Regions from separate parts of the Mus musculus genome. Here regions 2, 3, 4 and 5 are each linked to region 1. The links are chromatin contacts, called in public HiChIP or PLAC-seq, Micro-C, capture Hi-C and promoter capture Hi-C maps. All regions are on one chromosome and are shown on one strand. The core of a region is the stretch at or near the end of the contact, and the rest is flanking DNA. Distances in the headings are between cores, read along the strand shown.

Evidence for each region. Promoter capture Hi-C pulls out the DNA fragments that hold promoters and counts their contacts. Hi-C and Micro-C count contacts between places; a contact is called where the count stands out from the background. HiChIP or PLAC-seq counts read pairs in DNA pulled down with a chosen protein or histone mark. Capture Hi-C pulls out chosen DNA fragments and counts their contacts.
Region 2: an HNF4G HiChIP or PLAC-seq map of pancreatic cancer cells shows a contact between it and region 1. The contact joins the promoter of Rnf157 here to the promoter of Slc25a19 in region 1.
Region 3: a Micro-C map of embryonic stem cells shows a contact between it and region 1, with 6 times the contacts expected there. The contact joins the promoter of Exoc7 here to the promoter of Slc25a19 in region 1. A contact is called at or near these places in 2 of 39 promoter capture datasets (cranial neural crest and erythroid cells) and 1 of 484 Hi-C or Micro-C datasets (embryonic stem cells).
Region 4: a capture Hi-C map of macrophages shows a contact between it and region 1, with 3 times the contacts expected there. The contact joins the promoter of Srp68 here to the promoter of Slc25a19 in region 1. A contact is called at or near these places in 1 of 39 promoter capture datasets (hippocampal neurons) and 1 of 9 other capture datasets (macrophages).
Region 5: a contact with region 1 is called in a promoter capture Hi-C map of pre-B cells, with 2.3 times the contacts expected there. The contact joins the promoter of Acox1 here to the promoter of Slc25a19 in region 1. A contact is called at or near these places in 1 of 39 promoter capture datasets (pre-B cells) and 3 of 115 datasets of contacts at active chromatin or transcription factors (bone marrow-derived macrophages, embryonic stem cells and pancreatic cancer cells).

The regions. Positions count from the first base shown.
Region 1 is chr11:115,625,870-115,630,239 of GRCm38.p6, reverse strand. Slc25a19 (solute carrier family 25 (mitochondrial thiamine pyrophosphate carrier), member 19) reads left to right here and starts at 1,945. Exons shown (of 7, transcript NM_026071.3): 1 at 1,945-2,175.
Region 2 is chr11:116,410,556-116,414,925 of GRCm38.p6, reverse strand. Rnf157 (ring finger protein 157) reads left to right here and starts at 1,894. Exons shown (of 19, transcript NM_027258.1): 1 at 1,894-2,229. The coding sequence starts at 2,142.
Region 3 is chr11:116,304,907-116,309,276 of GRCm38.p6, reverse strand. It overlaps Exoc7 (exocyst complex component 7), which reads left to right and starts at 2,543. Exons shown (of 20, transcript NM_016857.4): 1 at 2,543-2,663; 2 at 2,824-2,889; 3 at 4,229-4,370. The coding sequence starts at 2,604. It overlaps Gm26730 (a long non-coding RNA gene), which reads right to left and starts at 2,413. Exons shown (of 3, transcript XR_389166.1): 1 at 2,096-2,413; 2 at 1,052-1,605; 3 at 1-232.
Region 4 is chr11:116,271,745-116,276,114 of GRCm38.p6, reverse strand. It overlaps Srp68 (signal recognition particle 68), which reads left to right and starts at 1,898. Exons shown (of 16, transcript NM_146032.3): 1 at 1,898-2,189; 2 at 4,136-4,202. The coding sequence starts at 2,009.
Region 5 is chr11:116,197,281-116,201,650 of GRCm38.p6, reverse strand. It overlaps Acox1 (acyl-Coenzyme A oxidase 1, palmitoyl), which reads left to right and starts at 2,606. Exons shown (of 14, transcript NM_015729.3): 1 at 2,606-3,055; 2 at 3,270-3,429. The coding sequence starts at 2,947. It overlaps Ten1 (TEN1 telomerase capping complex subunit), which reads right to left and starts at 2,796. Exons shown (of 4, transcript NM_027107.1): 1 at 2,668-2,796.

The DNA of each region.
Region 1 (4,370 bases), core at 696-3,195:
GCAGTGCATGCATTAGAAAATGCAGTGGGGGAAGATTTTGCCACAGAGTTGGCCATATGGGCCAAATCGGATGGTCCTGAAGTTGAGGTTTTCCTGATTCTGAGAGCTGCGGTCAGAGGGAGATCCCAGCGTGCCTGCCTGGAGAAATGAACCTTTGCCTAGGCAAGATCCACTCCCCCACCTAAGCAGTAAGACTAGCGTTCATTACACCTAAAAACTTCTAGGCCAGGCATGATGGCTCAGACGGGAAGTGAAGGAAGGAGAGTCATGGGTCACCCACAGCCACGTAACAGTCTGAGGCTACACAAGAACCGATCTTTAAGATTGTAGTTTCCGACACTTGAAGGCTAGCTTTGGAGATGACTCAGTAGGTAAAGGTGCTTCTTATCAAGATTGAAAACTAAATTCAACCCCTTGGATCCTGTGGAAGGAGAGGACTGATTCTTGCAAGCTGTCCTCTCGCCTCTCCTTGTGTACCCCCCCCCCCCCACTATTAACCTTTAAAAACTTCTGTCATTTCTGCTACTTGGAAAACAAAATGAGAAAAGCTATCCAGAGATTTGTTACTGCCCAGCCAGCTGTTTCTTGAGGTGTTCTTAAAAAATACAAAAAGGAAGCCGGGCGTGGTGGCGCACGCCTTTAATCCCAGCACTCGGGAGGCAGAGGCAGGTGGATTTCTGAGTTCGAGGCCAGCCTGGTCAGAACTCAGAGTGAGTTCCAGGACAGCCAGGGCTGCACAGAGAAACCCTGTCTCGAAAAACCAAAAAAAAAAAATACAAAAAGGGGCTGGAGAGATGGCTCAACAAAAAGATGACGGCTTTTCCAAAGGTTCTGAGTTCAATTCCCACAACCACATGATAGTTCACAACCATCTGTAATGGGATCCGATGCCCTCTTCTGGTGTGTCTGAAGACAACTACAGTGCATTTATGTACATAAAATAAATAAATCTTTAAAAAAGATTAACTCTTTTTTTTTTTTTGGTTTTTTGAGACAGGGTTATATATATATATATGGTTATATATATATATGTATAGCCCTGGCTGTCCTGAAACTTACTTTGTAGATCAGGCTGGCCGCGAACTCAGAAATCCTCCTGCCTCTGCCTCCTGAGTGCTGGGATTAAAGGCGTGCGCCACCACGCCTGGCTAAGATTAACTCTTAAACTGTAACAAATAAACCACTGATTTAAAAACATGTAAGTAATGATACATTAAGAAGTTGCAGCAAATTACTTAGATCTCAGTTCAGATAAACTTTTTGTTTTAGAGGTCAGGGTCTCACGTAGCTTAGGCTGGCCTTGAACTCTGGGTTGATGTTGAACTACCGATCGTCCTTCCGGTGCTAAATTTCCTCCGGGGGTGTGTGTGTGTGTGTGTGTGTGTGTGTGTAGTTTCCTCCGGGTGTGTGTGTGTGTTTGTGTGTACAACTCCCTTAAAGGTTCTTATTCCTCCGTGTGTGTGTGTGTGTGTGTAGTTTCCTCCGGGTGTGTTTGTGTGTGTGTGTGTACAACTCCCTTAAAGGTTCTTATCCCAAAGAACCCATCTAACCCCGACCCGTGTGTGTGTGTGTGTGTGTGTGTGTGTGTGTGTGTGTGTGTGTGTGTGTGTACAACTCCCTTAAAGGTTCTTATCCCAAAGAACCCATCTAACCCCGACCCAACTCCAGTCCTTCAGGCTAATAATACCAGGCTTCCCGCCATCTTTTCCAAAGTTATATGACTTCTAAGACTACATTGATTTGGAAAATAAAAAATAAAAACTGGGTCAAGTTCAGCGAGCTCTAATATTCCATAGCCGCGCAGACTTCAGAGGATCGCGCCAATGAGAGGCCCTCTAGAAGGTCGTAAAAGCCAACTTCGCCATCCGCTCTTTTACGGCGTCGGAAATGCGCACGCAAGGCGCTGTGGTACTACACCTCCCAGGAGTCTCTGCAGCTTCTCAAGGGGGTGGGGCTTGGAAGCGGAAGACTACAGTACCTAGCGGTATCTGGACAGTGACATTGGGATGGGACCTTCGACGTACAACGATTCGTCCAGCGGCGGCCAAAAGCTGCACGGTGATTGGCCTAGCAGCCTGTCAGTTACTGGCAAGTGCTGTTAAGTTTTGCTGTTGGGCTACACTGAGAGGGAGGGAGAACTGAGCTTGAGGAGCCCGGACGGGCCTGAAGTGTCAGGTGAGTGGACCTCTGGCTTTGCTTTCTTCCCGGTACTCTCGGGGGCCGGTACCCCCACTCCGTGTGTCAGAACAGAGAAGGGCAGGTATCCACGTGGGGCGGGGACGGATGCTCACGAGGCACACCTGACCCCAGGAGCATCTTCAGAGACACGGAAGGCGAATCCCTCCCACCACCACTCACCATCGTAGGCGTTTGCACATGGGGTGTCCACTGCCCCGGACTCACGGAGACGCCCTCTCCACCCCACCCCATCCCCGGAAAGCCTGGACAGTGCACTCACGCGAGGCTGTCTGCAGAGCGCCTCAGCAGATCACATGGGCTCTCGGTTAGTCACCGAAGGACACCTGTCCACCCGACAGTGGAGTCTGAGGTAGAAAAGCTGCAGGGTGAAGAAACTCGCTTGCACCCCCATCACTGCCACTCAGGTCAGCAGCCGCCCTGTCTCAATCCTGCATTTATATTTATTTATATTATAAATCATTTTTTATCTGTTTAGATAGCAAGACTGTTAATGCACGAAGATTTTTGAATAAACAGGAGATTAATATTTCCCTTTATTTATTTTTGTTATTGGTTTGCGACCGTATAATCCTGGCTAGGCTCGAACTTGTTATGTTCTTAAGGGTGACCTTGAACTCTTGGTCCTCATGCCTCCCACCTCCCAAGTGCTGGAATTACAGACTACACTGCTGTGTTGGTTTTTGGAGACTGAACCCAGGGTACGTTAACAAATGTGATACTTTCCTCGCCTGGGTTGTAAAAATGTTTGTGTTTTTTAGTTTTCTTGAAGGCAAACACTTTTAAAGCTTTTTAGGTGTGTGTGACTTACTGGTTTTTATCACTTAACTTGATGAGCAGTTTGAGCCAGGCAGTCAGACGCCATCTCCTACTTCCCACAAGGGAAACCTGAGTTGGTATTTTATTTCATTTAAATGTCTTTTTACTTTTATTTTGCTGTAAATGAGTGTTTTCCCCGCATGCATGCCTGGGGCAGGAGAAAGAGTTTCGGATCCCCAGAGACTGGAATGACTGCTGTGAGCCTTCTTATGGGTACTAGGTCCTCAGTAAGAGCAGCAGCCAGAGCCTGCGGGTGGGGGCACATGCCTAGAATCCTAGCACTGAGGTAACAACCCAGAGTGGGGGGGTCCTCTAAGTTCAAGGCCAGTCTGGTCTACAGAGTGAGTTCCAGGATAGCCAGAGCTACACAGAGAAACCCTGTCTCGAAAACAAAAAACCCAAAAATCAACAATAAAAAAAGGGGAGTAACCAGTTCCCTTAACACAGGTCTTCCAGCTTGACAGCTGGTCCCCTCACCTGCTAAACCATCCCTGTGCATATAGGCTTTTATTTATTTATTTATTTATTTATTATTTATTTTTGTAACAATGGGTTTATAAACTCAGGATTTTGTGCATAAAAGGCAGGGACTCTACCGTGACTCCTTTTAGTGCTGGGGAGCAGGACCCATGGTCTTGTACATGTTTGGCTAGCATTTTGCCTTTTGTCTGAATTTCTGAATTTCTTGAGGTCTTATATAGCCCAGGCTGGCTCCCAGTCCTCTTGCCCTTGCCTCCAGGGTTCTAGGTTACAGGTGTGAGTCACAGATTTCCTTCTAGCCTTTAAGACTGAGTTGAGCTGTGTAGTCCAGGCTGGCCCTCACACTGTGGTCCTTCCACCTCAGTCTCCCTAGGAGTCAAAACCCAGTCTTCTGGACCCGTATCCAGCAATGCAGAAGTGCTCATTTCTAGAAATCCGGACACAACAGCCTCTCCCACCTTGTGTTTGGCTTGAACGGTGCAGTTTCCGTCTGGGTTTGCAGGCAGACTTGCTAGCTTCTCGGTGTCTGTGGACAACGAGCCAGGAGGCCTGCATCTTTGCTATCTCTTCTTCCCCTCTTAGACTGAGGGAAACTTGAGACCATGAAGGACTGGGCAGCCCAGTCACCCTTAAGAAGACGGTTCAGTGACTTAGTCCTCTGCCCTGGTTTAACCTGACTGAGTTTCCCAGGGGAACCTACTGGAACGGTTCCAGGGTGAATGAGAGAAGGCAAGGCGGGGAACCAGTGTCCTGACCTCCTGGTCACTGTGCTTGCTTCAGCTGCGGGCTAATTTGACGGCCTTTTCAAAGGCTTCTCTTCTTAGGTGTTTTGTTTGTTTCTTTTGTTTTGGGGGTGTCTTAGTTAAAGTTCTTTT
Region 2 (4,370 bases), core at 645-3,144, 780 kb before region 1:
AAAATAGAAATGGTTGTGTCACTTTTGTCTGCAAGTCTGTGGTTTTTGCTGTTTTATACGCTCCAAGGTTTCATGTGGCCTGAGCTAGCTCATTATGCAGTCTGGAGTTCTTGATCCAGCTTTCTCCACTTCCCAAAGGCTGGAGCCACACGCAGTCACCTGGCACCTGTGAGGAAGGATCTGTGTGTAGAGAAAGGAAAATAGAGGGAGGCTACAGCTCTCCCCTAAGATACCTCTGGAAGCCTAATGGTTAGGGCTGGGGGGCTGCAGGGAGAGCTCCAAATTCAGGTGAGCCCTGTGACCTGGATGAGGGTGTCTGGAGCAGGGACTTGGCCTCCCTCATTATCACCCGATGTGCATGATAGGAGTGGGTGCCTGGCTTCCAGGGGACCTTGGGGGAAAACCAAGGCAATTTTTCATAAGTAACTTTAACACAGAGTCAGTTAAATTCAGGTGAATGAAAATGCAAAATACTCTTGGGAGGCAGAGGCAGGAGACTCAGAAATTCAAGGCCACATTGGTTACAAGAAGTTCTGGGTCAACGAGAGCTACATGAGATCTGGTCTCAAGGTGGAGGGGGAGCCGAGGAACTGAGATATATCCCTAGAATCCACACAGTTGAAGAGAAAACACTTCTGCAAGTTGTCCTTTGACCTCTAAAATCACCTGGCGATACAGGAGAGGAACCCCCCCCTGCCAACACACAAATAAAATGTTAACATCAACAACAAAACTTAAACCACACCAACCCCTGCAAACCACACACACACACACACACACACACACACACACACACACGGGGGGGGGCGGGGGGGTGAGAGAAGAGAAGAGAAGAGAAGAGAAGAGAAGAGAAGAGAAGAGAAGAGATCAGGAGACAGACAGATCTACAAAACAGTTTTACAAACCTAAAGAAGGGAATCAGTCACCCCAAACTACTGTGTATGTTGTTGAAAGTTGACGTCATGCTGAAACAGTTCGGAACCTTGATCAGTCTCCCCCCAGAGAAACAAAAACAAAACAAAAAAATCCCCAAAACCTCATCATACCCACAAATACATAAATGTCTGTAATTAACTGAGCAATGACGTCTTCTGCCTGCCCACTGTGTGTGTGTGTGTGTGTGTGTGTGTGTGTGTGTGTGTGTGTAGGGAAGTCCTAGATCTGCCCTATCAAATTCCCTTTTTGATTCGAGGACTGTTCACTGATAGGCCACACAAGGCTCTTTCCAGTGTCTCCAGAGAACAGTTCACAAGGGACAGGCTCAGAGTGACTATCTTGAGTTAATGCCTACCAATCCAAACCCTAAAGGCTACCCGAGCTGTCCCAGGAAGGAGGTTACAAACAGCATTTACGGAGGGATGGCCACATCTTAGCTGACCATCCCAACATCCCCTATGCAGTCTTGGTGACATTTGGGATGTGAGGTTGGCAGAGCACTTGGGGTTCAGGCGGTAGGGGCATGAGGGATGTGGATGCTCGCCCCTGGGCTATGACCTCGACAGACGCGGAGGAGGCGGGGCTCTGGCTGCCAGGGCGGGGCGGCTCGCTGTGGGATTCAGGGACAAAGACGCGCGAGCTCGAGGCAGGCCTCCCCGGTGCCACGGGGGAGGCGCACCCGGAGCAATAATCCCACCGGGACACCGCTCGGGTGCGGCGGGGACCATGCTTCTTCCACCCGCCGTGGCCGAGCAGCTCCGGGAGACTCAGACCCTTGCCCGTCGCTGCCGCCGAGCCCCAGGCCGCATCCGCGCCGCAACCTCCGCGCGAAGCACGCGCCGCGGGCGCCCACCGCAGCTCGTTTCCTATTGGCTGGCCGGCCCGCGGGCGCTCCCGCCCCGCCGTCCCATTGGCTGAGGCCGCCGCGGTCCCCCCGCGCGCTAGCCGCCGCTGACATCACGCGGTCTGAGGCGGCGGCGGCGCCCCCGGGCTCAGCCCCGCAGCCCCCTCAGGCAGAGGCGCCGCCGCGGTGCCCGGCGGAGGATGGTGCGCGCCGTGCGGGCCGCTCCCCGCAGCCTCAGCCGCAGCAGCGCCTCAGCCGAGCGGGCCGCGGCGGGCAGCCGACCCCCGCACCGGGCGTGCGGCCGGCCGGCGCGCTGAGGCTCGGACGCCGGAGCCCGGGCGACGCCGCGATCGCAGCGGCCATGGGGGCCCTGACGAGCCGGCAGCACGCGGGCGTGGAGGAGGTGGACATCCCGTCCAATTCCGTGTACCGCTACCCGCCCAAGTCCGGTGAGGGCCGGGCGCGCGCCACGGGCCGGGCGGAGGGGAGGCCGCGCGTCGGATGCTGCGGGCGGGCAACGCGGTGGCCCGGGCGGCCCCGAGTCGGCCGCGGAGCGGGGGAGGTCTTCGGGATGCAGGGCGGGGGGCGCTCCCCATCCCGGGCCTCGGCGACGCCACGCGGAGGACTGCAGGTGCCTGCAGGGTCACCGAGGTCACCGCTCGCGTCCTCCGTGGTAATCTGCTCTGCGACAGGGACGCGCGCCGCCGGGGATGCGGCGTTGCAGCGGCTGCGGGTTGGAGAGGCATCCCTGACAGGCACCTGTGCCAGGTGTTGTCCCCGGGCTGTCGCATCCATGTCCCTTGGGACAGCTAGAAGTGCGTTTCTGCGAGCGTGAGGAGTAGTGCGGGAGGACGAACTTGCTTAAGCAGTTCTTCGCTTTTCTGGAGACTATCAGGGCGGGGATTGGGGGAGAAACTAAGTTAACAGAGATGTGTAGGAATCTGACAAGAGTCACTTGGATTGCCCCTTTCCTAGTTTCTGTCAAGGAGATGGCTGGAGACAGAGCAAAAGTGTTTTCTGTCGTACACTGTCACTTGAAACAGTCAATGCCTCCATCAGCATCAGCATTGCAGGAGAGTTTTGACAGCAGATGAGAAAGTAGTCCACTTGAGTGAGGACTGCTGTTCAAGCTGCTGGCGAGTGACCCAGCTACATGTCCTTTATCATCACCTTTATCTAAAAAAAATTTTTTTTTGCTTGCTGATCTCAAGACCCCCGGGACTCGTGTCTACCACCTTCCCTCTGGCTTGAGGACCTGGTGTGGATTTTGATGCGGGAGTAGTGAGTGAGGTGTCAGAATTGGACAGGGTCCCATTCTCTCTTGGTAGAATAAAGACATGCTAATGAGTCGAGCTGATTTCTCAGCAGTACATCCAGTTTCTGCCAGGTGGAAGCTGGGACCAGACAATGAACCTGCCTCCCTGCGGAGTGAGTGCCAGTAGCTCCCTGTCTTGCTGCTTTTGTGCCAGAGAATGAGTCCTAGCAGAAATGAGTGAGAACCACTTTAGAGAGGTCTGACATTAAGCAGCGATTGTTAGTGTTTTTAATAAACCTCTTGCTAATAATGACCGCATGGTTACTTTTATCTATTAAAATTGCATCTTGGTGCCCTGAAGGCTGAGGCAGGATTGTTAAATTTGGGGTCAGCCTGGGCTACACAGTGAGACTGTCTCAAACAAAATAAAACCAATACAACAACAAAAAGGAGGCTGATCTAGCCCCGCTCCCCAGCCATAGGATTACAAATGTGAGCCACTATACCCAACTAGCATTTTGTTCTTTTAAAAACACAAATATGAAGCCAGGTGTGGTGGTGCACGCCTTAATCCCAGCACTTGGGAGGCAAGTATGTATATATCTCTCTGTGAGTTCAAGGCCAGCCTGATCTACAAACCGAGTTCTAGCCAGGGCGGTTATACAGAGAAACCCTGCCTAAAAAAAAAAACTAAAAAGCACAGCAGCAGTTGGGTTTTTCCTCTTAAGTGCCTTAGCCTTTTATCGATCAGAAGATAGAGCATGCTTTGCTGAGCTTGGAGTTTGTGAGAGAGTCCGCTGCCTCAGGAGAATATTTACCCTTCCTCCACTTAATCCTCTTGCCTTAGCCTCCCCTTCCAAACAGGAGGATTACAAGGTGAGCTGCCACATCTGGCTCCAAAGCCTTTCTTAACTAACACATTTAGTATTTAACAATTCAAAAATGCTCCCCACTCTGCCAATCTCTGAAATGTTTTACCTAATTTTAACTCATTTTTACTTCTTCATTTTTTAGTGTTGTTTTTGAAACAGGGTCTTATTTAGCACTGGGTGGCCTCAGAGTGATTTTTGTAGCCAAGGATGTCTGCAAATTATCAACTAGGCAAGTTGATAATCTAGAATGTAACCATAGTAGCTTCCTCTTAAAAAGAATCTATTTTTTTTTAATTATGTGTGAATGTGTGTGGCTGCAGCGGCATTGGACTCTTTGGAGCTGCAGTTATAGGCATGTATGCAATTGTGAGCTACTGAGTGTGGGAGCTGGCAACTAAACTACTTGTGTCCTCTGCAAGAGCAGCATGGGCTCTTAACTAGCGGCTCCCTCTTTTAATCTCTC
Region 3 (4,370 bases), core at 1,294-3,793, 680 kb before region 1:
CATCATCCCCTATCCCGCTGCTCACCAACCCACCCACTCCTTCTATCCTGGCATTCCCCTACACTGGGGCATCGAGCCTTCTTAGGACCAAGGGCCTCTCCTCTCACTGATGTCCAACAAGGCCATCCTCTGCTACATATGCAGCTGGAGCCATGGGTGTGTGTACTCCTTGGTTGGTGGTTTAGTCCCTGGGAGCTCTGGGGGTATTGGTTGGTTCATATTGTTGTTCCTCCTATGGGGTAAGAAGATGTTTTAAGGTGAGTAAATGCAAGTTATGAAGGTTGGAGGGTCTAAGAAGGTGTTAAAAGGTCAGTAAATGCAAACAGAGGATGGAAAAGCTTAAATGGTGATAAGAAAAGGATTTAAGGGAGCTGAAGAGATGGCTCAGTGGGTAAGAGCACTAGCCGATCTTCCAGAGGTCCTGAGTTCAATTCCCAGCAACCACATGGTTGCTCATAACCATTTATAATGAGGTCTGGTGCTCTCTTCTGGCCGGGCAGAACATTGTATACATAATAGATAAAACTTTTTAAAAAAAGAAAACGATTTAAGGTATATGTGCTTCAGATTTCTTTCCCTTATCCACTTGACACAAACCCTCTACAGAACTTTGAACTCACTGAGACAGGACAAATGGACTAGACATTGTGAATATAACTCTTACCCCGACAGTTCTCACAATTAGTATATAGTTTACTGATGTTAGAGATAGAGCCATTCTTGGGCTAAAAGGGGAAGAAGTTGGGATGATTAAACCCACACATATTGCATCAAATGCCTATGTAATTGTGCCCTGCATTTTCAGTTGTTAATTGCTATGCTGGCAGGATATTTAATTACTGTCATTTCTATGGCCTATTACCTGCCTTTTTTTTAAAGATTGATTTATTTATTATATGTGAGTACACTGTAACTGTCACCAGAAGAGGGAGTCAGATCTTGTTAGGGATGGTTGTGAGCCACCATGTAGTTCCTGGGATTTGAACTCAGGATCTTCAGACGAGCAGTTGGTGCTCTTAACCACTGAGCCAGCTCCCAAGCCCGATATTACCTGCTTTCTATATGTAAGTGTTTGTCCTTCCTTGCCTGCCACAAAGGTGTTTCTCTGAGATTAGCCTGTTAAAAAGAAAGCTGCCTGGTGAAGGTCAAAAGCTGCCAAAGCCAAAAGACAACACAGAAATATGGACCGGGCGTTGTCCTGCTGCTGATTGGCTCAGACTAGGTGTTGTCCTGCTGCTGATTGGCTCAGACTAGGCGTTGTCCGTTGCTGATTGGCTCAGATTGGATGAGTAAGGCGTGTGGCCTTTGAGGACTAGAGTTGACTGTTGGAGTCGGGGCAGGAGGAGAGAGAGACAGAAGCAGAACTGAGCAGGACAGGGAGGTTGAGCAGAGAGAACGCCAGGGACTCGTAGCAGGGAAGTCGCGTTGAGTCTGGAGGGTTAGCTGAGGGACTGCCCCAGCAAACAGGCAAACAGCCTTATACTATACAGATGTCTCTGTGTCTCTGTTATTAAACCCACGTGGGATCCCACAAGTTCTGAAGTATCCATTGTAAGCCACTCTGTGTGGAATCCAGTCTCCAGACTTGAACCGTTAAGATATGATCTGCAAAAACAAATTTGTCTCCTCAGTCAGCGCTTTTATCCTAAATTAGGGTTTAGCTAACTGGAAAGATGGCTCAGCAGTTAAGAGCTCTTTCTTACTCTTCCAGGAAGCCTGAGTTAGGGTTAGGGTTCCCAGAACCCACATGACAGACAGCTCACTACTGTAATGTCAGCTCCAGAGGGATCAGATAACCTTCTGGTCTTCCAGGGCACCTGGCATGCAAGTGACGGCACAGACATACATACCCATGGGCGAAACATCTATCTATACACCATGTTAAAATCCACAAATAAATCATGAGCTGGTGAAATAGCTCAGCAGGTTAAGGCATTTGCCACAAAACCTGGCACCCGAATTCAATCCCTCTGGGTCCTACACATGGGAGGGAGAGAACTGTAAACCCTATATACCACTCCGTGCCAGCCTCCACCTCCTGCCTTCCGCCACCGCCCTGCTTTTTCTTGGGTGAGCTGGGTTTGGCAGAGCACACCTTTCTTTAATCCAGCCCACGGTAGGCAGAAGTCAGCCTGGTCTACATAACCTATTCCAGAGCAGCCAAAACGATCTAAAAAAAATTCAGGTATAATGTTGGTTTGCTTGATTTTTGGTTTGGAGACCAAGTCTGACTCTGTAGCCTAGGCTAGCCTGGAATTTACTATGTGATCCAAACTGGCTTCGAACTCGTGAATGGCCTCCTGCTTCAGTCTCCCAGCAAGGGGCTGTCTTTCAAAGGAGCGAGCAAACCAGCCTCTGGCTACGAGGAAAGACCCACGTATGCCTCAGGTGAGCGGCTCTTCCAGCCACATTCAAGATGGCGTCGACCCGCAGCCCGCTCGCGAGCTCCGGCAGGAACACACTTCCGCCTGCCACTCCCAACATGGCGCCCCCGAAAGCGTCCGGGGGCGGGGCCGAGGGAGGAAGTGGGCGTGACAGGGACGGAAGCCGAGCAGGGTTTGGAGCTAAAACAGCGGGGAGTGGGGACAGCGCTGTCCGCTGCTATGATTCCCCCGCAGGAGGCTTCCGCCCGGCGGCGGGAGATCGAGGACAAACTGAAGCAGGTGACGCTGGGGAGAAAGTGAAGGAAAGGCGCTCAGGGGCATCGAACCGGGGTGGAAGGGGAGATAGGGTTAGGCGTAGGCCGTGGTGCTGGGTGCTGGGTGCTGGTGGTCGCCTTTCACCATCGGCTTGTGGTGATGTCCTCCTCTCTGCCCCTCGCAGGAGGAGGAGACGCTGTCGTTTATCCGAGACAGCCTGGAGAAGAGCGACCAGCTCACTAGGAACATGGTGAGTAGCCTTTCAGCTGGGAGGCTGCCGCCAGGCTCCTGAGCCCCAGAGGAGGGGCGTGTGATGGACGTGTCCTGCGCCTGTCCAGGGACTCCAGCGTGGGTAGTAAACAGTGGGCATATCTTGCAGCGATGGGTATCTCTGCACCCCAGTTTCCACCCCATCACCGAGGAAACCGCTGCCCTATACCTGTTACTGTCTGTCCTTCTGCAAACATTTCGTGATATCCTGTACATGGCCTGGTACTGGCCCCGTGTCATTGTCAAATTCAAGCGAGGCGAGGCAGCGAAGTCACAGGGGCTTTGGAAGCAAAACCATCTCAGAGAGTTAATGCGTCTTAGATCTACCCAATGTCCTACAGCTTACTATGTGGTTCCTGGTGGTAGGCCTTGAGTTATGGTTAATTTACCTGGTAAAGCAGACAATGTCAGCCTCCCAGTGTGTCCGTGGAGGAAGTCTATGCATGCTTCCCAGTGTCTGGTATACAGTAAGATGCTTTAAAAGTGCTTGCATTTGTATTTACACAGTAATAAAATACTTGTTGAATGAGATTTGCCCTTAGGGAAAGAGGTTGGCTGTTTGTTTGAGGTAACAGTAATATATTTGCAACTATTTTGGAGGAAGCTACTTTCTGTTCAGTCTAGGAAAACTTCAGAGAGAACAGAAATTGAGATTTGACTTTCAAGGGTAGAAAGGAATCTATCCTGAGGTGATTGAAAAAAAAAATTTATTATGTATAGTGTTCTGGTTGTATGTATGGCCATATGCCAGAAGAGGGCACTAGATCTCATTATAGATGGTTGTGGTTGAGCCGCTATGTGGTGCTGGGAATTGAACTCAGGACTTCCGAAGAGCAGCCAGTGTTCTTAACTGCTGAGCTGGCTCTCCAGCCTGATTATCTCTTTTTGCAAATAAGCAAATTTATTTTATGTGCATGAGTGTTTGCATGTGTGTATGTGTCCCACAAATGAGCAGTGCCTGCAGAGGTCAGAAGAGGCTGTCATATCCTGTGGAATTGGAGTTACAGGCAGTCAGTTGTAAGCTGGCAGATGTGCGTGCTGAGAACTCAGTACCAGTCCTCTGCAAGAGCAGAGTCATCTCTCCAGCTCCTTGAAGGAAGAATTCGCTTAATGTTCCTCTTGCCGTCAGATGAACTTTCAACCAGTTTATGGTGAGCCGTGTACCAGACTAGGAGTGCAGTTGTAGCAAACAAGTCGACTATGTTCCTTCCTATGGGTAGCAGTGTATCGTCTAGAAAACCAAGAAAAGACAAGAAATGTCTGTGAGTATTTCCAGGACAGCCCTGGGAGCCATGAGCCAGAGGAGTTCCCCCCCACAGGTGTCCATCCTGTCGTCCTTTGAGAGCCGACTCATGAAGCTGGAGAACTCTATCATCCCTGTGCACAAGCAGACAGAGAACCTACAGAGGCTGCAGGAGAACGTGGAGAAGACGTTATCCTGCCTGGACCACGTTATCAGCT
Region 4 (4,370 bases), core at 649-3,148, 650 kb before region 1:
AGCCAGTAGGTAGTGTTCCTCAGTGGCTTCTGCTTCAGTTCCTGCCTCCAGGTTCTGCCCTGAGCTCCTGTCCTGACTTCTCTCAGAGGTGGATTATTTGTTACCTGAGAGCAGTTAAGATGAAATAAACCCTTTCTTCTCAAATCTGCTCTTGATCATGATGTTTGCCTTAGGTTTCCATTGTTGTGAAGAGACACCGTGGCCAAGGTGACTCTTATAAAGGACAACATTTAGTGAGGAATAGCTTACAGGTTCAGAGGTTTAGTCCATTATCATCATGGTGGGAAGCATGGCAGCACACAGTCTGACATGGGGCTGGAGAAGCCAAGAAGGGACAAGGGGACTGTCTTCCACAGGCAGCTAGGAGGAGGCTCTAATTCCACACTGGGTGTGATTGAGCAAAGAGACCTTAAAGCCCACACCTAATAGTGCCTCTCCTCATGGGCCAAACATTCAAACACATGAGTCTATGGAGGCCAGACCTATTCAAACCACCATGTTTTATCACATCAGCAGAAACTCTAAGACACCATTTATTTGTATTTTTAGCTGCACCCTGGGATTGCAGGCCTCCGTTCCTCTCCCCTCCCCCTTTCCTCATGGCAACTGACTTGGCCTCAGTTCTTGGGGTCTGTGAACTCAGTCAGAGAGCAGCTTCCCAATAAACCACCTTTAGTATAATCTTTGAAAAAAAAAGAGGTGGGGGCTGGAGAGATGGCTCAGTGGTTAAGAGCACTGACTGCTCTTCCAAAGGTCCTGAGTTCAAGTCCCAGCAACCACAGGGTAGCTCACAACCATTTGTTATGAGATCTGTGTGTGAAGACAGCTACAGTGTACTTAGATATAATAATAAATAAATAAAAATCTTTTTTAAAAAGTTTATATAGCAAGTTCTTTTTCCTGCTGGGCCATCTCCATGGCTTATTGTTTAGGTGTGTGTGTGTGCAGGCCCATGCTTCACAGCTCAGTATGTGAGTGTAATTCGGAGGACCACTTTTTGAGGTTAGTTTTTGCCTCCCACCTTCTGAAAGCAGTTTGTCTAATTTTTTGTTTTCAAAAGCCTTAACCTTTATTTTTATTTTGTTTTATGTATATGAACATTCTGTCTACACGTATGTCTGTGTACATGTGTTTTGTAGACTACGAAGCCAGAAGAGGGTTGGATCCCTGGGACTGGAATTCTAGATGGTTTTGAGCCACCATTCTCGTGCTAAAAATTAAACCCAGATCATCTTGATAGAGCAACCAGTGTTCTTAACCACTGAGCCATCTGCCCAGGCCCAGTCTTCCTTGATATTTTTGCTGGAGAACTAGTACTCCACACTAGCTGATCTCTGAACTCCGATGGGGGGAAGGGTTGGAGTCATACATTTTTTTGCAACCTCCTTTAGTAACACAAAAGGGTAGACTGAGTTACGCGGCCAGCTTCTTTTCACCTGCCGTGATTGGCACAAGACTGAGACTCCTGGTGTACTCGCCCGCAAAGATTAATAAAAGTCATACTTGGATGGTCACATGATCTAGAGGAGGCCACGGGTCTCAAGCTCCTATTGGGGACACTGCCTTCTGACCGAGGCCTCTTCGTGTGTGTGTGTGTGTGTGTGTCTGTGTGTGTGTGTGTTTTAAATAAGGTCTAACTGTGCAACCCAGACTGACCTCAACTCGAGGCAATCCTCCAGCCTCAGCCTCCTCGGTATTGGGATTAAAGGCGTACACTACCATTCTCTGGGTGCAAGGATGCATGAGGTGGGCATCTTTCTCGGGTCCTCCTATCCTTGGTAGATTTGAAGCGAGGCTAATCCTTAGAAATGCGGAGACCCAGCAACAGCCACGAATTCAACCCAGGAGGCGCAGGCGCACACCAACACACCACAGAGGCCCAAGACATCCGCGGTCTGCGGCGGAGTCCGTCAGTGTACCATCGGCCCAGCCTGGAAAGTGCCGCTCTCTCTCGCCGCTGGTCGTCTCGCCTGCTCCGTTCCATCGTGCTTTGCGGCTCAGGGGCAAGATGGCTGCTGAGAAGCAGATCCCGGGTGGTGGTAGTGGTGGTGGTGGAAGCGGCAGCGGCGGCGGCGGCGGAGGGAGCGGTGGCGGACGCAGTGCCGGAGGAGACGAGAATAAAGAAAACGAACGCCCTTCAGCCGGATCGAAGGCAAACAAAGAGTTCGGGGACAGCCTGAGTTTGGAGAGTATCCTCGAGCGGTGGCCTAACTCGCAATGACTACGTGTCGCTCGGAGGGCTGGGGGCGGGCGAGGCGGCGGGGGCCAGCACCGGGCTGCGGAGCCGAGGTGCGCCGCTGCCTCCTGCCCTTCACTTTCGGCATTCCCGTGTGCATGGTTTGCCTCTCGTCCTGGCTTTCCGGAGCTTGTTTTTGCAAGGGGTATAGAGATGGTAGGCAGGGTTCCCTCTGTGCCCCTCAGATGTCCAGTTGGAGGGCTGAGCCGGGGTTGACACCCTGCCCACCCCACAGAGCTCCTGGTCGGTACCTTGAGCCACCGGACTGTGGAGGGGAAACTGCAGCCTTGACATTTCAGCGTGGAGCTGTTGTCGGACAGCTGTCGAACCCTGGGTCATAAAACAGCGAGATGCTTTGAAAATGGAGGGAGAGTGCTCTCCAGGAAAGCTGCTGCTTACCTGTTTTGAATAGTAGTTACTTTAGTTTGTTAATATCATGTGTATAGTTTTTTGTTTTTTCAAAAGTAGGTCTGTAAGGCATTTTATCTTGTTGGACTCTTCTCGAAGAACTGTAGGAGTTACTTTTTTTTTTTTTTTTTTGAGTGTCCAAGTCCGCATGGGTATGGGTGTAGGTGTAAGCGCTGGTGCTGTGTCTGCAGGTCACAGGTCAACGTCTTCCTAATTCTCTACCTTTGAGACTGGGTCTCCCTCCAAAAGTGCAGCTCACTACTTGGAATAGACTGTATGGCCAGTGGGCTCCAGGGATCTTTCTGTCTCTTGCCATCCCAGCTGTGGGATTACGTGTGCAAACAACAGTATGGCCTTTTTACGTGGGTTCTGGGGAGATCCCAACATGACCTCATGCTTGCTAACAGCAAGTCCTTTACCAGCTGAGCAGTCTTCCCAACCCTCAGGAAACATTTTCTGGTTTGTATTAGCTTATATATCATTTGTGTGGTTCTAATAGCATGTGGCTTTTTTTTTTTAACGTGTTATTTTAAATACTTTTAAATGTTGCTTTATCTTATTTTATGTGTGTGTTTGCCTGCATGTTTGTGTATCACATGTGTGCCTGGTGCCCACAAAGGCCTGAAGAACATATGGATCTCCAGGAATTAGACTTACAGATGTTTAGTTCCTCCACGTGGGTGCTGGGAGCCGACCTGGATTCCTCCAGAAGAGCAGGAAGTGCTGTTAACCACTGAGCCCTCTCCAGCTGGTTTGTTGGTTTCTGAGACAGAGTTTGGCTGTGTAGCCCAATTTGGCCCTGAGCTGCTTCTCATCGCCCGCCGTCCCCTCTGATGCTGAGATAATAGGCATATACTATTGTTGGAGTCCCTTGTGGCTTTTTGAGATGCATACCAAATGGAGGTGGTTTAGAGGAATTTCTGAAATAAAACATGCACTTTGTGTGTGTGTGTGTGTGTGTGTGTATGTAAATTCTCGTGGATTCGTACTTTGCTTTTTGCTCTGGTATTATTGTTCTTACTACATGTTAGAATGCCCAGGAAAAAGAAAAACTTGGATTTTTTTTTTTAATGGAAATTGGCGTATCTTGGTTGACACTGTGCTGATCATAGATTTTGAGCGTTACAAGATGTAAATTTGGCAAGCACTGGCTGCGGCATATAGCTGTGTAGTTAGAACCTGACATTTATAACTGGAGTCTCCTTGCATGTGAGATCCAGGTGGGTACCTCTGAGGCAGCATTTAGAACAATCTGCTGGGTTTGAGACTCCCTACCAGTACTGCCCTCTAGTTCTGTCTGAAAATAGTAACAGTTGGGACAGTTCATAAAAGTATAAACTTAGCCTTGTCCTTTGATAAAGTGACTATTGGAAAGTTACAAAAGGATCGGAGGCTACCATCCCTGGGCTCCCACAGTTCAGTGTGCCGTTGGGGCAGCGCCTGACCTGCTGTCTTCTCACCCCGGAAGCTTTTCCTTGACCTAGGCTCTAGTTCTGCAGATCATTAAGGAGTCGCAGCAGCAGCATGGCTTACGGCACGGAGACTTCCAGCGGTACAGGTTAGTGTCCTGCACACCGTGCAGTAATTGTGGCATTTTCTAACGTAGCTGCCTTTGTTAAACTCCTGCTCACTCTGCTATCTGGGAAAATGTACCTAGATGGTTCAGCATTATACTGCATTTTCAAAAGGTATGTATTCTAAGTTTAACATTTTATGAGGGCTGGAG
Region 5 (4,370 bases), core at 1,357-3,856, 570 kb before region 1:
TGAGGGTGTCAGATCCCCTGGACCTGTAGTTACAGACAGTTGTGAGCTGTCATGTAGGGGCTGGAAACTGAACCCAAGTCCCCTGGAAGAGCAGTCAAGTGTGTTTAACCACTGAGCCATCTCTCCAGCCCATGCCTACCAGTTTTGGGGCATTATTAACTATGAATGGATAAACATCCATGAAGAGAATAAAAATCAAGACAGCCATCCTACGCTTGCTGGGCACTGAGCTCATGCCATACCTCACTACCCTCATGAATGTTAATCTGCCAGCATCTGCCTTTATCAGCAGGCGGAGCTAGCTCTGCTTGGACTGTCCACCCAGGTTAATGGCTTCAATATTAACTGTCAGTCCACTCTCAGAGGCTATCTGAATCCCCTCACCTTGCCATTTCCAATTTTGTACTGATTCTTTTGTTGTTTTTGCTGGTTTCTGTTGTTGTTATTATTTTGAGACAGGGCCTCAATACATAGCTTTGACTGGCTTGGAACTCACTATGTAGACCAGGATGGCACAGAACTCATAGAGATCCACCTGCCTCTGCCTCTGCCTCTGAGTGGGAGGACTGAAGGAATCTCCACCCCACCCAACCTGTACTGCCATTCTTATGCAGCTATAATTAAAACTCATGGTTCAAAGTGCTGCCTTAAACCAAACTAACAGTTCTCTACAACCCAGGCTGGTCTTGAACTTGTGATCTTCCTGCCTCAGCCTCCTGAGTAGCTGATGTTCCAGGCCTATGCCAACAGGCCAGGTCAAACTTCCAATTGTTGATAAATCTGACCATACCTTTCCCTCTCTGAGATACTGCCAAAGGTTTGCCATGTAGTCTTTTCCCTTTACCTCAGTAAGCAATAGCCTTGGTTTTTATCTCATCAATAACTTGTTAATTGTATTTGGGATCCAAGCTTCTGCTAAGAGGAATAAAATTCACAAGAACCCAACTAAACAAGATATCAGTGCCTAAGTGTCCTTGAAAATATCCTCAGTAACAGAACCTTGCTCAGGTATATGGAGCCAGAGCCAAAGGTACAAGCAACAACAATGATATAGTCTTTATTTAACTTCTCAGAATTTTTCTTCTTTTCCCTTTTAAACTTTTAAATTTTGTGGAGCTGAGGATGTAGCTGAGAGGTCTATCTCCTGCATCAAGAAAAAAAAGTGTGCCGGGCGTGGTGGCGCACACCTTTAATCCCAGCACTCGGGAGGCAGAGGCAGGCAGATTTCTGAGTTCGAGGCCAGCCTGGTCTACAAAGTGAGTTCCAGGACAGCCAGGGCTATACAGAGAAACCCTGTCTCGAAAAACAAACAAAACAAACAAACAAACAAACAAACAAAAAAGAAAAGAAAAGAAAAAAGAAAAGAAAGTGCATTAAAATATTGAATTTTGGGGGCTCCATTAACTTTGCATTCAGGCTAAAGCCTTCATTCGTTTAACCCATTCTCAGCACCGTTACTGTAAAAGGGTCTTACATATGTTGTTACAAGGGCAAGTTAGAGAGGTAATGAAGAAATGTAGTTCTTTTTTTTTTTTTTTTTTTTTTTTCGAGACAGGGTTTCTCTGTGTAGCCCTGGCTGTCCTGGAACTCACTTTGTAGACCAGGCTGGCCTCGAACTCAGAAATCCACCTGCCTCTGCCTCCCCAGTGCTGGGATTAAAGGCGTGCGCCACTACCGGCGTAGTTCTTTTTGGTGGCATGAAATCAAATGAAGAAAGAGTGCATTTTACTTAGCACTTAAAGGCTTTTTGAAACAAGGCATTACACAGCCCAGGCTGCCTTCAGTCCGATTCTATATAGCTGATAATGATCTTGGACTTCGTGATCCTCAGACCTCCACTTGAAGTTGCAAGCCTGTGTGTGCCACGGTGCCCAGTTTATGCTGTGCTTTGAGATTATATTTTGGCTTTAGTGCATGCTCGACATCTCCAGCCTACTACTTAGCAATTTTTAAGGAAGAATTAAAAAACAAACTGGTGAAAACTGGCTGTCTTTGAGGCTCAGGAACTCTTTGTTATAAATCCTACGCTAGAACTTCTTAGGCGTAGGTACATCTTCGATGACGATAATGATATGGCAAAGTAAAGTCTAGATTTCAAAATTTCTAGGACCTGCCCTGCCGGTTTAGGTGGGAAAAGACTTGGGCTATAAAATGTAGAGAAACTGGACCTGTTCCCTCTCGCTTTAAATCCAGGCCCAGTGCATAAACCCGGAAGCTCCGCAGGACCAGGTCCTTGCATCCCAAGTCTCTAACGTCAGTCAAGTCGGCAATATTTTTAGCCAACGACAATGAACCGTCTCCCGAACGTAACCTTTGTCCTGTTACCCTTTCGCTCCAATTTGTTTGGGTTCCAGTAAAATCAACAGCTTTCCTCTATTAGCCTCCTCACCCCGCCCGAGACCCTTGACACCCATTCCCTTCTGGTTTCCGGGGACACTGTGGTGAGAGGACCCCCCCCCCACACACACACACACCCACCGCCCTAGCCTGAAAGGAGGTGAGTCCCACAGCGCAGGCGCAATCCCGCCCCTCAAGGCCCTGGCCAATCGGTTGCGCGCGTCTCCAGGGCTCTTTTCCTCCCGGAAAGATCACGTGAACCTGGAGACGTGAGGTCCGGGAAGAGCCCCACTCCCTTTCCAGTGCCACTGCGGTCCCTTGACCTTTTACCTTGCTTTCCTTGGCGAGGAGCCGCTCGGGGACCTCCCCTGGCCCGCAGCAGGGGATTCGTCCGTCCGGCGGGCGGTACCAGCGTCGGGGATTGCAGCCGGTCACGTGAGGAGTGGCGGCGGGGACGGGGCGGGGACGGCTCGAGGGGGCGGGGCCGAGGGCTGTCTCGCTCCGCTCATAGGGCCTGGTCGGCGCCTGAGCTGCGGAGACAGGTTGTCATCGCTTTGGTGCCTGTCACTTCTGTCGCCACCTCCTCTGCCCCCAGCACTGGTCTCCGTCATGAATCCCGATCTGCGCAAGGAGCGGGCCGCCGCCACCTTCAATCCAGAGTTAATCACGCACATCTTGGATGGTAGTCCGGAGAACACCCGGCGCCGTCGAGAAATCGGTGAGCCTGGAGGGCCGGGCCTCTTATACCGAACCAGGCGAAAGACCCCCGTGAATGAGGATTTGGGGCCTCTGGAGTTGAGGGGAAGCGGGGACCCCTACTTCGATGGGCGTCCGGTGTCAGGATTAGGAGGGGAACGTCCTCTGTTCTAATCTGATGGGAGTCAGGGAGGGTGAGTACCTGTTTCTCTTGATGTCATTTAACCCTCTTTCAGAGAACTTGATTCTGAACGATCCAGACTTCCAACATGAGGACTATAACTTCCTCACTCGAAGCCAGCGTTACGAGGTGGCTGTTAAGAAGAGTGCCACCATGGTGAAGAAGATGAGGGAATTTGGCATCGCAGACCCTGAAGAAATCATGTGGTTTAAAAAGTAGGTGTATCTTAGCACATTAGTGTATGCCCAAACTACAGCTGCAGTCTGGGGAGGTCTTCTTACCGCGCATGTCGTTTAAAGGCTTAAATTGAATACTTCATGATTCAATTTTATGTGTGAAAAATAATATTACTTTTGCATCTAGATCTTTTAGTAGGATAGCATAGCATAGTTGTAAAAATGCTAATAATGAACGGTTGTGCCCAAAATTGTTTTTTTTTTTAATTTTAACAAACTTTAAGGGATGGTGAGGTGGCTACCTGGCCTAATCATCTAATTTCAATTTGTAGAAAGAGAGTCACCTCCCTTAGATTGTCCTCTGACCATTTGCTAGAGGTGGCTGTTGTACCCCCACACACAATAAGATGAAACTTTAATTTATAAAGTTCTTTTGAACTGGGCCACGGTGACCCATGCCTTTAATCTCAGCACTTCGGAGGAGGCAGAGGCAGAGGCAGGCTGATCTCTGATTTTGAGACCAGCCTGGTCTGCAGAGCTAGTTCCTGTTCGTCAGCCAGGGTTACATGGCGAAACTGTGGGAGAGGGTGGGCCAGAAGGCCGGGCAAACACTAGTGAAGCCCGCTGGGGGGATGGGGGAGACAGAGAGGCAAATAATAAAAAAGCTTTTTGTTCCAAACATCCCTATGAAAGTTCTTTAAGTGCAAAGTGAACCTTCACTTTGTAAGAAAGCTTCCCGATACCAAAGGTGTGGCGCAGTGGAACACAGATTGCCTAGTGTCTCAAGGCTGTGGGTTTGAGTCTCAGCACTGAAGACAAAACAGAGAGGGGGTGGCGAAATCCGCCTACTGATTTTCTGAGGAACTGTATTGCAAGACCAGACATTGAACTATTTTGGAACACTATCAGATTCTGTTTTTATGTAATGGGTAGTTTGAGTATAAAGTAATAGAAAGTGTGAGAGTCCGTGGAGAACCTGT